Linked DNA regions of Mus musculus: regions 1 and 2 are each linked to region 3. The links are chromatin contacts, called in public Micro-C and promoter capture Hi-C maps. All regions are on one chromosome and are shown on one strand. Each heading gives the region's core, a stretch centred on a gene start, on an enhancer-like site or on the middle of the called end of the contact. The rest is flanking DNA. Distances are from core to core; before and after follow the strand shown.

Region 1 (3,749 bases), core at 527-3,026, 270 kb before region 3:
CATCTCTAAAACTTGAGTTTTAGATAGATTATTTCAATCATAGCAGCGATGGTGGCTTTCTTACTGATGTTATATTAAAAGATCACAAGTCACTGTGTTCCAGAATTGCTCTGAGAAGTGGACTGTTAGCTGTATTAAAGTTTTGACACCTGTGTGTCTAGCCAAGTGTCCAGACCTCCCTCCATTCATTTGACAAACTTTACTGAGCCAGACACCAGGGCAGGGTGCTAAAAGCAGCTGTGAGCATTGAGGTTTGAGTCTTGGCTGTCAAGAAGTGAACTGAGGAGCAGAGAAGACGGGTCACCAGCAGCTTAGCTGTCTAAGAAGAAAGTTGGAATGTGTGCCCCTTAACTTGTACTTTCTATTGATAGACAGATGGTTTATTTTCTGAGGTAGCCATGGCTGAACTCCATTCATAAAAGTGTATCCCTTGAAAATGCTTTGCTTTTGAGAGAAACACGAGATTCCCTTTTAAAGATAACTCCCACTATCAATAACTTGTAATACTATAATAATACTATAATAATAAATAATAATAATAAGTCATGCCAAAGTGCATGTGAGGTCAGAGGACAACTTGTAGGAATAGGTTCTCTTCTTCAGGTGGAACCCAGGCATCACACTCAGGAGTCAGGCTTAGCGGCTCCTCTACCCACTGAGCCATCTTGCTGCCCCTCCCTGGCCTCATTAACATACATGTGCTGTACATAACAATGGGTTTCATTCTGACATCTTCATCCATGTTCATAATGTGTTTTGATCACAGTCACCTCCATCACCCTCTCTTGTCCCCTTCTCATGGATCCCCTTCCTCTTTCCTGTAGCCCAAAGCTTACAGTCCCTCTTCTGCTTCGATGTGGGGGTGGGGCAGAACCCCAGTATGTTCAATCAATCAGGCTCGCATAATTACAGCAATATGGATGAAGGATTGTTTACAGCTCATGAGCACATGAGCATCTTACCAGTGGTTATGCACTGAAGAAAATGCCTCTGTACCCCCCAGCAACCATGAACTGCCTGATGGGCCTCCTGAGTCTCTCCCCTCTCCATGAGAGCATGTTGGTAGGCCCCACCTTATACTGGTCTTATGTCAATAATCACAGCTGAACAGTGAGAAATTGTTCTTTAAAAAAAAAAGCCTCTATGTATTGTCAGTCAATAACAATCAAACACAGATTGGAGAAAGGAAAACAGAAATGAATGGCTTAAATTGTGTCTATTATCAAAAAGCCGTCTCAACAGACTCCCAAGGTCAAATTCCTCTTTGTGTAATGCAGTTCTGCACTGTCACATATCTCACAAAAGTGGGTCACCAGCTACAGCCAAAAGCTGGGTTGGTTGCTTTGTTGGTTGGTTGTTTTGGTTGTTGCATTGTTGTTGTTGGGTTTTGGGTTTTGGGGGGGGTGGTGGTGGTATTTCTTTTCTTTTTTAATGTGTGGTAATTTTCCCTATAGTTTTAGAAGTTGGATTTTAAAGTCAAACCGATACTTTTGTTCTTCTGAAGGAATGCATCAGATACATTTGTTTCAAAGCCTGCCTTGCAAGCAATTGATTCCATCCTTTTGATTCCATCCTTGTTCCGCCTCTTCACTACCTCTTTACTACCCCACTCAGCGTCTTAAGGAAGAGAGAAGGCTGCAGAAAGCTTGTTTTGTTTTGGCTTTTTTTTTTTTTTTTTTTTTTTTGGCCTGAGAAACTGGGACTCCCCTGCCTTTCAGAGCACAAAGGTCTATTCTTTGAGGCAAGGGGCCAGGGAGGCGGCGTAATTGAATTTTGTAGGCCACTGTGTACTTCCTTCTTCCTCTCTCCTGCCAAATCAAGGCTCATAGCAATCCCAGTGGACCTTGAGGGGCAGTCCTCCATGAAAAAGTGAAAGCAGTCGAGGAAAAAGAAAAGGGGCCAGCCAGAAGCAGCCCTTCTGAGAGGCTGGGGAACGCTCATTATAGTTGAATGAGCCCATGAAAAGGGCTTTTTCTGAGCAGCCTTGATGGGGCCACTGGCTTGGTCCCATTGTAAATTCCATCTGTGTGCTATCACTTCCTGACCCAGAAACGGGAGAGAGGTTTTGGCCACACATTTCCCTAAGGAGATGTGCCAGGCAGGCTACACGAGGCTTACAGGCTCCCAGAGATGAAGTATATAAAGCTTTAAGATCATGTTGGCCTGTAATGAATTCCTTTTCCAAATTTACTTACTAAAGGGTCTGTTTCTCACCCCCCAGTTTCCTTTCAGAAACTGGAGCCTAAGTGAAGCGAAATACAATTGGAATCGCTGCAAGGAAACTTCTGGAGGGAAACAAACTACCTGGCTTCCTAGGAGGGGCTTCTAACGTGCAGATGCCTCCAAGCAGAAGCCAGTCACACGTCAAATGTACAGAGGGAACTGAGAGACTGAGGTGTAAATAAGAAAATCAAAATGGTGTGCAGTGGTGGTTCTCACACTGCGCCATGTTTGGGGACGCTCTGATAGACTGTGGTTCAATAATTTTGAGGTGGAGGCCTGAGAATGTGCATTTCTGTGTCTGTGGGGACTACATAGTAAAGGCCTCTGAGGCAGAGAGGGCTACCCCAAGCCTCAGCATCAAGCAAGACATGAGACTGAATCAAAGGTTCAAAAACATCTTACTCAGAGTCAGTAAACACATCGTGGTGCCCAGCTACAGACACAAGCTAGTGCTGTATATGGTCACGGGTCATGATGTTCCATCTCATACAGGTTTGATGTAATCAAATTTGACTAGAGAACAAAGCAGTTGTGCAAATCCATTTCTAGCCCTTATCCAAACAAGACAGCAAACATGTCACCAAGGTAAGGAACACCTCTAAGCTCTGGTCCTTATGGAAAGCCACGGAAGCTGGAAGTGGTACATCCTGATCCCTCCTACAGTCTACCCACTGTACTAGGCAGCTGAAATTATAATCACCTTATCTGGTTCATAGGCAGGCACCATCAATCACCACTGGCACAGGCCTCACCCCCAAGGCTGCCTGATTCCTTCCAGTCCAGCACCCTTTCTAAGGTGTTGGAACACGGTCCAGGGGTGGAGCCATATGAGAATTCTGAGTCTTGTAACTTCAGCGTCTTTAAAACGCAGATTTATTTCTGTGCTCCTCCTAGGAGTAGCAGATAGGAGTGAGTTTCCTTCAGATTCTTCATTATAATTAGCCATTGTTATTTGCTTATATGCCTCTATGGGAAAGCATGTTTTTGCCGTTTGCGGCTTGCCCCTGTGATTGGACACTTTACTCATGTGACTCCTCTTAAACCTCAGAGTATAAACTGGCTGATGCTCTGAATAAAGCTGGCGATCGAGGCTTTAGCCTGGCTCGTTTATCAGCTCTGTTCTCCCAGGTCCCACCACCTTCAGAAGAGTAAAATCTAGGCCATACTGGGAACCCCCAATCTGCTAGTGTGTCCTTTGTGTTCATAGGACTCTGACTGGAGAACAAAGCGAGGGTTCCTGCTCTCTGTGTCCGGCTGTGTCTCTACTTTGATCAGGCCTTATCTTCTCATCTCCATCTCTACTCATTTCCTGCCCCAAACAGGAGACCCTTTGCTGGTCTGAGAGAGAATCTCCTCGCCCCTTCAAGGTCCTTGCTCTTATCACACTGTCAACGTCATTATCTTTGTGTGTGTGCGTGTGCGTATGTGCGCTCATGTGCATCTGCATGTATGTGGTGAAATTGTGCCACTGTGTGTACATAGGTCAGAGTATAACCTTCGGGAGTCAGTTCTTTCCTTCCATCATG
Region 2 (3,875 bases), core at 346-2,845, 410 kb after region 3:
ATGGAACCTAGCTCCCTAGGCTCAGCAGGATGCACCTTTCTAGGGTGGACTCATCTTGCCTCTCCCTGCTTCAACTTTTATCTTTTAACAGGATCTCACACTGTAGCTCATGGTGGCCTTGAACTTGAGGCAGTTCTCCTGCCTCCATCTCCTAGGTTCTGGTATTATGAGTGTGAGCCGACACCTGCTTGTCTATTTTTCAGATGATAGCTCTTGGCTGGCTTTGAACTTCATACTTAGCATGGTGGCTATGAATTCCTGAAGCTGCACCCGCTTCTCAAATTCTAGGATTATAGGCTTCTTTTATCCCATTAGACTCTGATACTTTTATATTTATAAAAAAAAGTCCACAGCAGCTGGGTGTGGTGGCACACTGCTTTAATCTATCAGCACTTGGGAGGCAGAGGCAGGCAGATGTCTGTGGGTTCAAAGCCAGCCTTGTCTACAGAGTGAATTTCAGACAGCCAGGACTCTGTAGGAAGATACTATTAAAAAAAAAAAAAGGAAAGAAAGAAAGAAAAAGAATTATTGTGATTGTGTGCAAAATAAATGAATTCATATGGGATTTTAAAATTAAATTCAGAAGTAGAATGTGTGTGTGTGTGTATGTATGTATCCTTGTGTACATATATGTGTACATGTACATATGCCATGACACAGATGTCAAGGTCAAAGAATAACTTCTCCTTCTACCCTATGGGTCCTGGAACTCAGATTGTCAGTCTTGGCAGCAAGCACCTTTACCTACTGTGCTATCTCACCAGCCCATACACTGAGTTGTTTTGCAAGGCACAGAGGAATTGAAATGTTCTTATTCAGGGTGAGCAGTATGTATGGCGAGCAGGTCAGTGGCCTGGGATGCTGACCCAGCAGCTGAAGCCGCTGCTTAAGGCCAGCTCGGGCTACGGAGTGAGTTCAAAGCCTGGATGCAGTGTAAGGAGCTCCTAGCTCAGACGTGAGACAAGGGAGAAGGTCCCAATGTAGCTCCATGTAGCACGTTTGCCTGGTACCCCCGCCCCCAAGGCTCTGCAATCAACTCAAGGTCACAGACACTTGCCCACACCTGGCCCAGTCTTTGCCATCAGAAGTCTGGGGTGCAGTGATTGGACCGCCTGGGCTCACACATTCATCTGCAGCAGGCATTTGATTATAATTCCCAGGAGACCATGTGATGGCCTTCGGCCTTTGAAAGGACCGGCATGGACGCAAGACATTCCCAGACCAAGCACTCAGCACAAATGAGATTTATTTCCCCAGACCAGCAAGCAGGGGGTGAGGGGTGGGAGAGGTTATAAAAGTAGCAGCAGCAGCAACAGAAAGAAAAACAAGCAGACAAGAGAAGCAAGAGAGGGTGTTTCTGTGGGAGTGGGGGGTTTAAGGGATGTGTGTGGAGGGAGGGGGGAAATGTGTCTGCTAGGGTGGGTTGGTATATCCTGACTGAGCATATTAGCCACAAAATGAGTTTTGATAGTTGGACTTTGGTGTTTTGTCTTAGGAATGAATCAGTGACCAAATAAGGGAATAGCTTGAGGGCCAGCTTTAGGAATGTAATGGTTGTTAAGCAAGAGAGAGGAAACCGGGGTAAAAGGTCAAAACCTGTCTGCAGTGTTTGCTCTGCTGGGGGGAGGGGCTGGGTTTGCCTTGCGTGCTTATCTCTGCTAGAGCCCCTTCAGCTTTAGTGTCAGCGACTGATACGGCTGCTTGTCTGTCTCCTCCTCCAAGGCACGAGTCTCCCTGGCCGGGGTGGAGGAGCAACTCCGAGGGCAGCTGTCCCTTCCCTGGAGCAGGGTTTCTGAGGCCACAGGCTCATCTTCCAATACCCCGGAGGAAACAGATGACGTTGACAATTCCAGCCTCAGCGTCCCTTCTTTGGTTATGATGGCATCGTGCCCAGGGGCTGCCTCCTCTCCACTCTTCACGGGACATGGAGCAGCACAGCCATCCACCAGTGGGAGACAGGAGGCTGACTCCTCGTCAGAGGCTTGCACAGGCCCACAGACACCCCAGAACGGTAAGCTTGGGAGGGTGAGGTGCCCATGCTGAATCACTCCTGTGACCCTAACTTAGGCCATCCCTCCTCTCTTTTCCTAATTCATGGTTTTTGTTAGTAATTCAGGCATTCACTGCACAGTGGACACACAGAGAGGAAGTTCAGCACACCAGTGACTATTGTTTCCGACCACTCTCCTGCCTCTTAGACTTTCACACCTCCATCTTTGTACTGCGCCTTGGTCATACCTACTTCCCATTTGCTAGGACAGCTGTGTGGCGGTCCTCAGCTTTGTTCCACGCATGTCTCTGGCTCACTACTTCTTTTTTTTTATTTTATTTTGGTTTTTCAAGACAGGGTTTCTCTGTATAGCCCTGGCTGTCCTGGAACTCACTTTGTAGACCAGGCTGGCCTCGAACTCAGAAATCCGCCTGTTTCTGCCTCCCAAGTGCTGGGATTAAAGGTGTGCGCCACTACGCCCCGCTCTCACTACTTCTTCTTCCAGGATCCAGAGAGAGAGTGATATTTACTGAATTTTTTTAAGTTTAAAATCTGATTTTATGTGTATGGGTGTTCTGTCTCTGTGTATATCTGTGGAATGCATATGCACAGTACCTGAAGAGGCAAGACAGCCTGAAACTGGAGTTGCAGATGATTGTGAGCTAACATGTGGGTGCTGGGAATCGAACCTGAGTTCTTTGGACGACCAAGCAGTAAATGTTCTTAACTACTAAGCCATCTTTCCAGTCCCCAGATTTTAATTTTTTTGATGCATTTTTGCAGTACTGGACTGGATGTAGGGCCTCATTTTGTGTGTGTGTGTGTGTATACATATATGTATGTATGTATATATATATATATAATATTATATATTATTTACACACATAATATAGGATATATAATATATAATACTTCTATATATATATAAGTAATCTATTTTTTTTTTTAATTTTGAGAGATCATGTGTCTCGTGTAGCCTAAAATAATATGGACCTTCCTATATAGCTGAGGATGCCCTTGAACTCCTGATCCTCCTGCCTTCACCTCCCAGGTGCTGGGCTCACATGACTGGTAAAATGGCCAGCAGGTTAAAGGTGCTGACATCAAAGCCTGACAACCTGACTATGTATGAACCTGGTTTATCATACGGTAAAAGGAGAAGATTGATGCCCTGACTTCTACAAACACACCTTGTCATGTATGCACATGCCCACGTAGGTATATGTGTGCATGCACACATATACACACAGCAAAGGAAAAAAATAATTAAATAGTTTGAGACAGAGTTTCACCTGGGCTATCTCGTGAACCCTTGTCTATTTATTTTGGGATTGCAGGTATATGTGCCACTATGCCCTTCTAGAGTGGGTTATAAAAACACACTGCTTGGCACATACCTGTTGTACTTAAAACCACTTCTCTGGGCCCAGCAGGACCTTGTGTGGTCCCTCTTGCCTGCCTCTTTTTCCTTGCCAATAACTTCTAAAGACACCCTCCATCACTGGCACTTGGGTCCAAATATGCCAGGCTTCCTAGTGAAATAAAAGTTGAGGCCTTTTTGACGAGGCATCACCAGGCCTTGTGAATGTGACTCACTGGTAGTCTAGACCACTCCACTGGGGAGGAAGGAGAATTTAGAAACTGTTATGACCTAAGCGACAGGCACCATAAAATCATGCCATGTGACAGATCTCACATGGCCCAATGTGCCAGAGCAGCTCCCCAGGGATGCTCTTGTCCTGTCTCTCAGACTGCTCCAACTGGGCCCGCACACTCCTTCCCCTAGATGGTCCCACAGCCTGGACAGCAGTAAAGCAGCCAGCCCTCCCAGGACTTGGCCAGCATCTCAATTTTCTTAGGGTCCCCTGTTATGACATTGCTCTTG
Region 3 (3,915 bases), core at 51-2,550:
ACCCTGGTGTTCAGATTACTGTCAACTCTCAGAATTGTGTTGGAGGGTACAGGGGCGTTCCCAGGGCCTCATGGAGATTATAATGTCAGCAAAACCCCATTCTGCAATTTTTGTTTCCTGGGAAGGAGAATCACCTGCACTGAAAATGAGGCAATTTCACACTAATCACAAAATAAAAGCAAGTTTTTTGAATGGCTTTTCATTAGCATTTCATCCGGTTGTGACCGTCGTTGAGCTGCTCGGAATCTTCACTGCCTGGCCTCGTGCTGAATGAAGGGTTGGAGTTTGGGGGAGTTACGAAGTAGGATTTATCTCTGTTCCTTCTTTGCTGGGGAAAGAAACCCGGGCTTGTGTTTATAAGCAAATAAATGCTCTACCACCAAGTCAAATTCTCAGTCCCCATCAGTCAGCGTAAGCCACGAGGAGTGGCATATAAACCCGTGAGACTGGGTTGGAAGGAGAGGTCAGCAGCTGAGTGGGTTCGACCACAACTACCTGTTCTGTGCAAGTTCTGCATATCCTCACTGGCTTGCTTTTTTTTTCTTCGAGAAGGGTTTCTCTGTGTAGCCCTGGCTGTCCTGGAACTCACTCTGTAGATCAGGCTGGCCTCAATCTCAGAAATCCGCCTGCCTCTGCCTCCCAAGTGCTGGGATTAAAGGCGTGCAACACCACGCCCGGCGGCTTTCATCTTTAGTTAAACCCTGAAGCGACAGTGCTCTGGGATAGGAGACCTGAGCCAATAGAGGGGCAGGCTTCTGGGCTGTGGAGGCAGCAGTGGACACGGCACAGGGAGGGGGCTGCTTGATTCAGAGCTCTTCACCATTCATTGATCCTCCTCTCGCACCCTGTACTGAGGATGGGCCCTAGGCCTTTGCATATAGTAGACCAGGTGCTGTGCCAATGAACTGTTCCCCAGAGCCCTGACCTAATAGGCCATCAATGTGAATACCCAGAGGTCACTAAGCCTATCTTAAAGTATGCCAGTAGCTGCCACTAGGGCCATAACCACTAATATTGAGTAACTTGCTCAAGGCCACACAAATATTAAGGGGGAAATGTAACTTCATATCCAGAGATCAAGATGGGTCGGGAAAGATGAGCGCTGCTCAGAATTGGCTACCAACTCCCACCTGCCAGCCCAATATTTCAGGACCATGGATAGTTCTAAGGTTTTCATTGCTCTGGTGTTTCCAGAGGATGTGTGGGCCAGAGTTGGGGTTTGAGTGAGTTTCCCCGACTAGCTCCAGGCTGCTCCAATGGGGCGGGGGCCGCCTGCAGGGCCGGGCGGGGCTGTGCTGCCATCTGGAGCCGCTGCTGCTGGTGGCCACTGTCAGGGCGCGAGCAGCGGAGCGCACACAAGGCTGGAGAGAGCCGCTGCCTCCGCACATGGGCCGGCCTCGCCACCGCCCCTAGCTTCGGCACCCGGGGTCTCGCAGCCCCTACGCGGCTTTGGCCATTGGACCAGTCATGTCTCTCAGCGGAGCCTCGGAGCGTAGCGTCCCGGCCACCAAGATTGAAATTACTGTGTCGTGCCGGTGAGCGGGCCGCGCTGGGGAGGGTTTAAGTACTGGCAATTCCCCAGCCTACCGCAGCTGCGGGTTCAGTGTGGGCAGGGGGCTAGACCACAGAGGGGACGACCAGGAGCGAGCAACAGAGAACTGAGGCTGAAGGCTGGAGTCACTGGCAGGATGAAAAAGGGGGTCTCCCTGGGCAGCCCCACCCAAGCCTACCGGCTCAAAAGGTGGGCTATGGGAATCGCTGAAGAGCTGGGCCACAAGGGACCAAAGTTCTGGGGCGAGCCGTAGTCCTGGACCCTTGGAGACAGTGCGGGCACATATAGAGCCATTTGTCAGAGATGTCTGATGTTGTCCTGAATGTTGGCAGTGTGGACCCCAACAGTCACTGGGAATAGTAATAAGGAGGGAATACAATTTGCACCCCACGTCTCCTCCAGGTGCCCAGTCAGTTCAGGACTGTGTCAAGGTGGTGAGCGCCAGAATGAGCTAGCCCTCTGTCCATCTGTTTGATGCTTTTCTCTAGGAATCTGCTAGACCTGGATACATTCTCCAAGTCGGACCCCAGTAAGCAGCTCCAGGGCCTGGAGGAGGAACCCGGGGTGTAGGAGCGGGTGGGGCGGTGAGGGGTGCGGGCCGACCTGACGAGCTCCCCTCCCCTGCCCTCACCCGCAGTGGTGGTGCTTCACACGCAGAGCCGGGCCAGCCAGGAGTGGCGGGAGGTGAGTCCCCGAGCCCCAGCCCAGCTCAGGGCCGCTCCCGGGAACCTCTAGCCCGACTGCACGCCTTGCGTTCATGCTCCGTCCTCCCACCCCTCCCTGCTGCCCAGTTCGGACGAACCGAGGTGATTGACAACACACTGAATCCAGACTTCGTGCGCAAATTCGTTCTCGACTATTTCTTTGAGGAAAAGCAAAATCTCCGCTTCGATGTGTGAGGCTCCTCCTAGAATCCTGTCTTACCCTCCACCCCCCTCCACCACCACCCCCCAACCTGGATCAGCCAGAATTCTGCCTGGTCTCGCCCCCACTTCACCTTGCTACCTGGCTCCTCCCCCTAGCCCAGGTCCTTCTAAGGCTTCACTGTTCTTAACCCCGCCCCCCACACCCAAGTTGGCGCCTCCTTATGCAGAATCCATCCAGTTCCCTCCCCAAACCAGGCCCTGCCCACAACCCTGCCTTCTAATTTAGCTCCACCTTGGCCTCAGGCGCCCTCCCATGCTACTCCATTCCCATCAAGCCTCCTCCTGGGCTTCACCTTACGCATGACCCTCTCCCCTGGCACACACGTCCCAAACCACACCCAAGTTGAGTTGGTGTCCACTACCCCTCTCTCTACCTACAATCTTAACCAAGACTAAACCTAACCTCTTCCAGACTTTCTCCCACCCAGTCCCACCCCACACTGGTTCCACTCTCTTCCCAGGTACAACGTCGACTCTAAAGCCAATATCTCCAAACCGGTAAGCCAGCCGTCGCTGGCAGGTTGCTTGGGCACATAGAGGCTAACCTGTCAAAGGACTTCCCTAAACACCTCCTCCCTCCCCACCCCTCACGCACCCACCAGCCCTTCTTAGATCCTGGCCCCTCTGGCCTACCAGCCCCCACCCCAATTCCTTCCCCTGCCTGCTCTGGCCTTATTCGCTTCCTTTCTTCCTTCCCTGCCTGCCTCCCGGGACCTGCAGAAGGTGAGGCTGCAGTAGACTGCACCGGAAAGAGTTTGGTTGGGAGATGCTCAAGAAACAAAACACGTGGGGCTGTCATTTACACTTCGGAGTTAACTTGGTCAAAAGCAGCAGCTTCACCAGGGTAGGCTTGGGACTCCTTGCCCCTCCTGGACTCGCTGACTCCCTGTCTTGGCACAGGATTTCCTGGGACAAGCATTCCTGGCCCTGGGAGAGGTGATTGGAGGCCAGGGCAGCCGTGTGGAGCGACCTCTTACGTGAGCTGAATGGGAAAGGGTCCAGGGGAGGGAGGGGTCTCTCTGAGTTCCCCCTCCTAGCCAGGATGTCTGTAGGAGCTCCGAGATTGCTTTAGCTGGAGCTTTCTTCCCTACCTCACTTTTCTCCTCTAGAAAGTCCTATCTCTGCTCAAATCAATCTCAGGCTAGACATGTTTCCTCTTCATCTTTTCCCAAGTCTGGTCCCATCTTTAAAGCCTTCTCCCAAGCCCCACTCTACTGGGAAGCTTCTTGAAATCAGATCAGATCCTCAGGTCTCGCCACTATGCCCACTCACTAGACGGTGCCTTAGCCGTGCATTAGCCACACTCCGTCGCCTGGTCCTGGTTGAGGACTCTCCCCCCAGTTCTACCTCTGTCACCCACTGTTTAATGAGCTAGAATTATAAACCTGAGCCAAGCTAGCTGGAGAAAGGAGGTGGAAATCAGTGCAAAACAGGAGC

What was found. Promoter capture Hi-C pulls out the DNA fragments that hold promoters and counts their contacts. A called contact is a pair of places that touch in the nucleus more often than the background predicts.
Region 1: a contact with region 3 is called in a promoter capture Hi-C map of liver. The contact joins the enhancer-like site here to the promoter of Cpne9 in region 3. A contact is called at or near these places in 7 of 39 promoter capture datasets (the 3T3-L1 cell line, the C10 cell line, the HPC-7 cell line and 3 more), 1 of 115 datasets of contacts at active chromatin or transcription factors (pancreatic cancer cells) and 1 of 9 other capture datasets (adipose tissue).
Region 2: a Micro-C map of embryonic stem cells shows a contact between it and region 3, with 1.9 times the contacts expected there. The contact joins the enhancer-like site here to the promoter of Cpne9 in region 3. A contact is called at or near these places in 6 of 39 promoter capture datasets (embryonic stem cells, liver, pre-B cells and 1 more), 1 of 484 Hi-C or Micro-C datasets (embryonic stem cells) and 2 of 115 datasets of contacts at active chromatin or transcription factors (embryonic stem cells and pancreatic cancer cells).

What each region holds. Positions count from the first base shown.
Region 1 is chr6:113,010,790-113,014,538 of GRCm38.p6, forward strand. No RefSeq gene overlaps it. Among named protein-coding and RNA genes, the nearest start is that of Gm43868, 34 kb to the right of the region's middle. Within about 2 kb of position 1,777, at least 140 of the 459 cell types and tissues checked have an H3K27ac peak or open chromatin away from gene starts, as enhancers often do. A contact at or near this core is called in adipose tissue and liver, where this site is marked.
Region 2 is chr6:113,689,061-113,692,935 of GRCm38.p6, forward strand. Irak2 (interleukin-1 receptor-associated kinase 2) reads left to right here. Exons shown (of 13, transcript NM_172161.4): 12 at 1,723-2,011. Among named protein-coding and RNA genes, the nearest start is that of Tatdn2, 6.1 kb to the right of the region's middle. Within about 2 kb of position 1,596, at least 224 of the 459 cell types and tissues checked have an H3K27ac peak or open chromatin away from gene starts, as enhancers often do. A contact at or near this core is called in embryonic stem cells, liver and pancreatic cancer cells, where this site is marked.
Region 3 is chr6:113,281,007-113,284,921 of GRCm38.p6, forward strand. Cpne9 (copine family member IX) reads left to right here and starts at 1,301. Exons shown (of 21, transcript NM_170673.3): 1 at 1,301-1,535; 2 at 2,041-2,081; 3 at 2,190-2,236; 4 at 2,344-2,447; 5 at 2,940-2,976; 6 at 3,199-3,201; 7 at 3,379-3,455. The coding sequence starts at 1,468. Mtmr14 (myotubularin related protein 14) reads left to right here. Exons shown (of 19, transcript NM_026849.2): 19 at 1-386.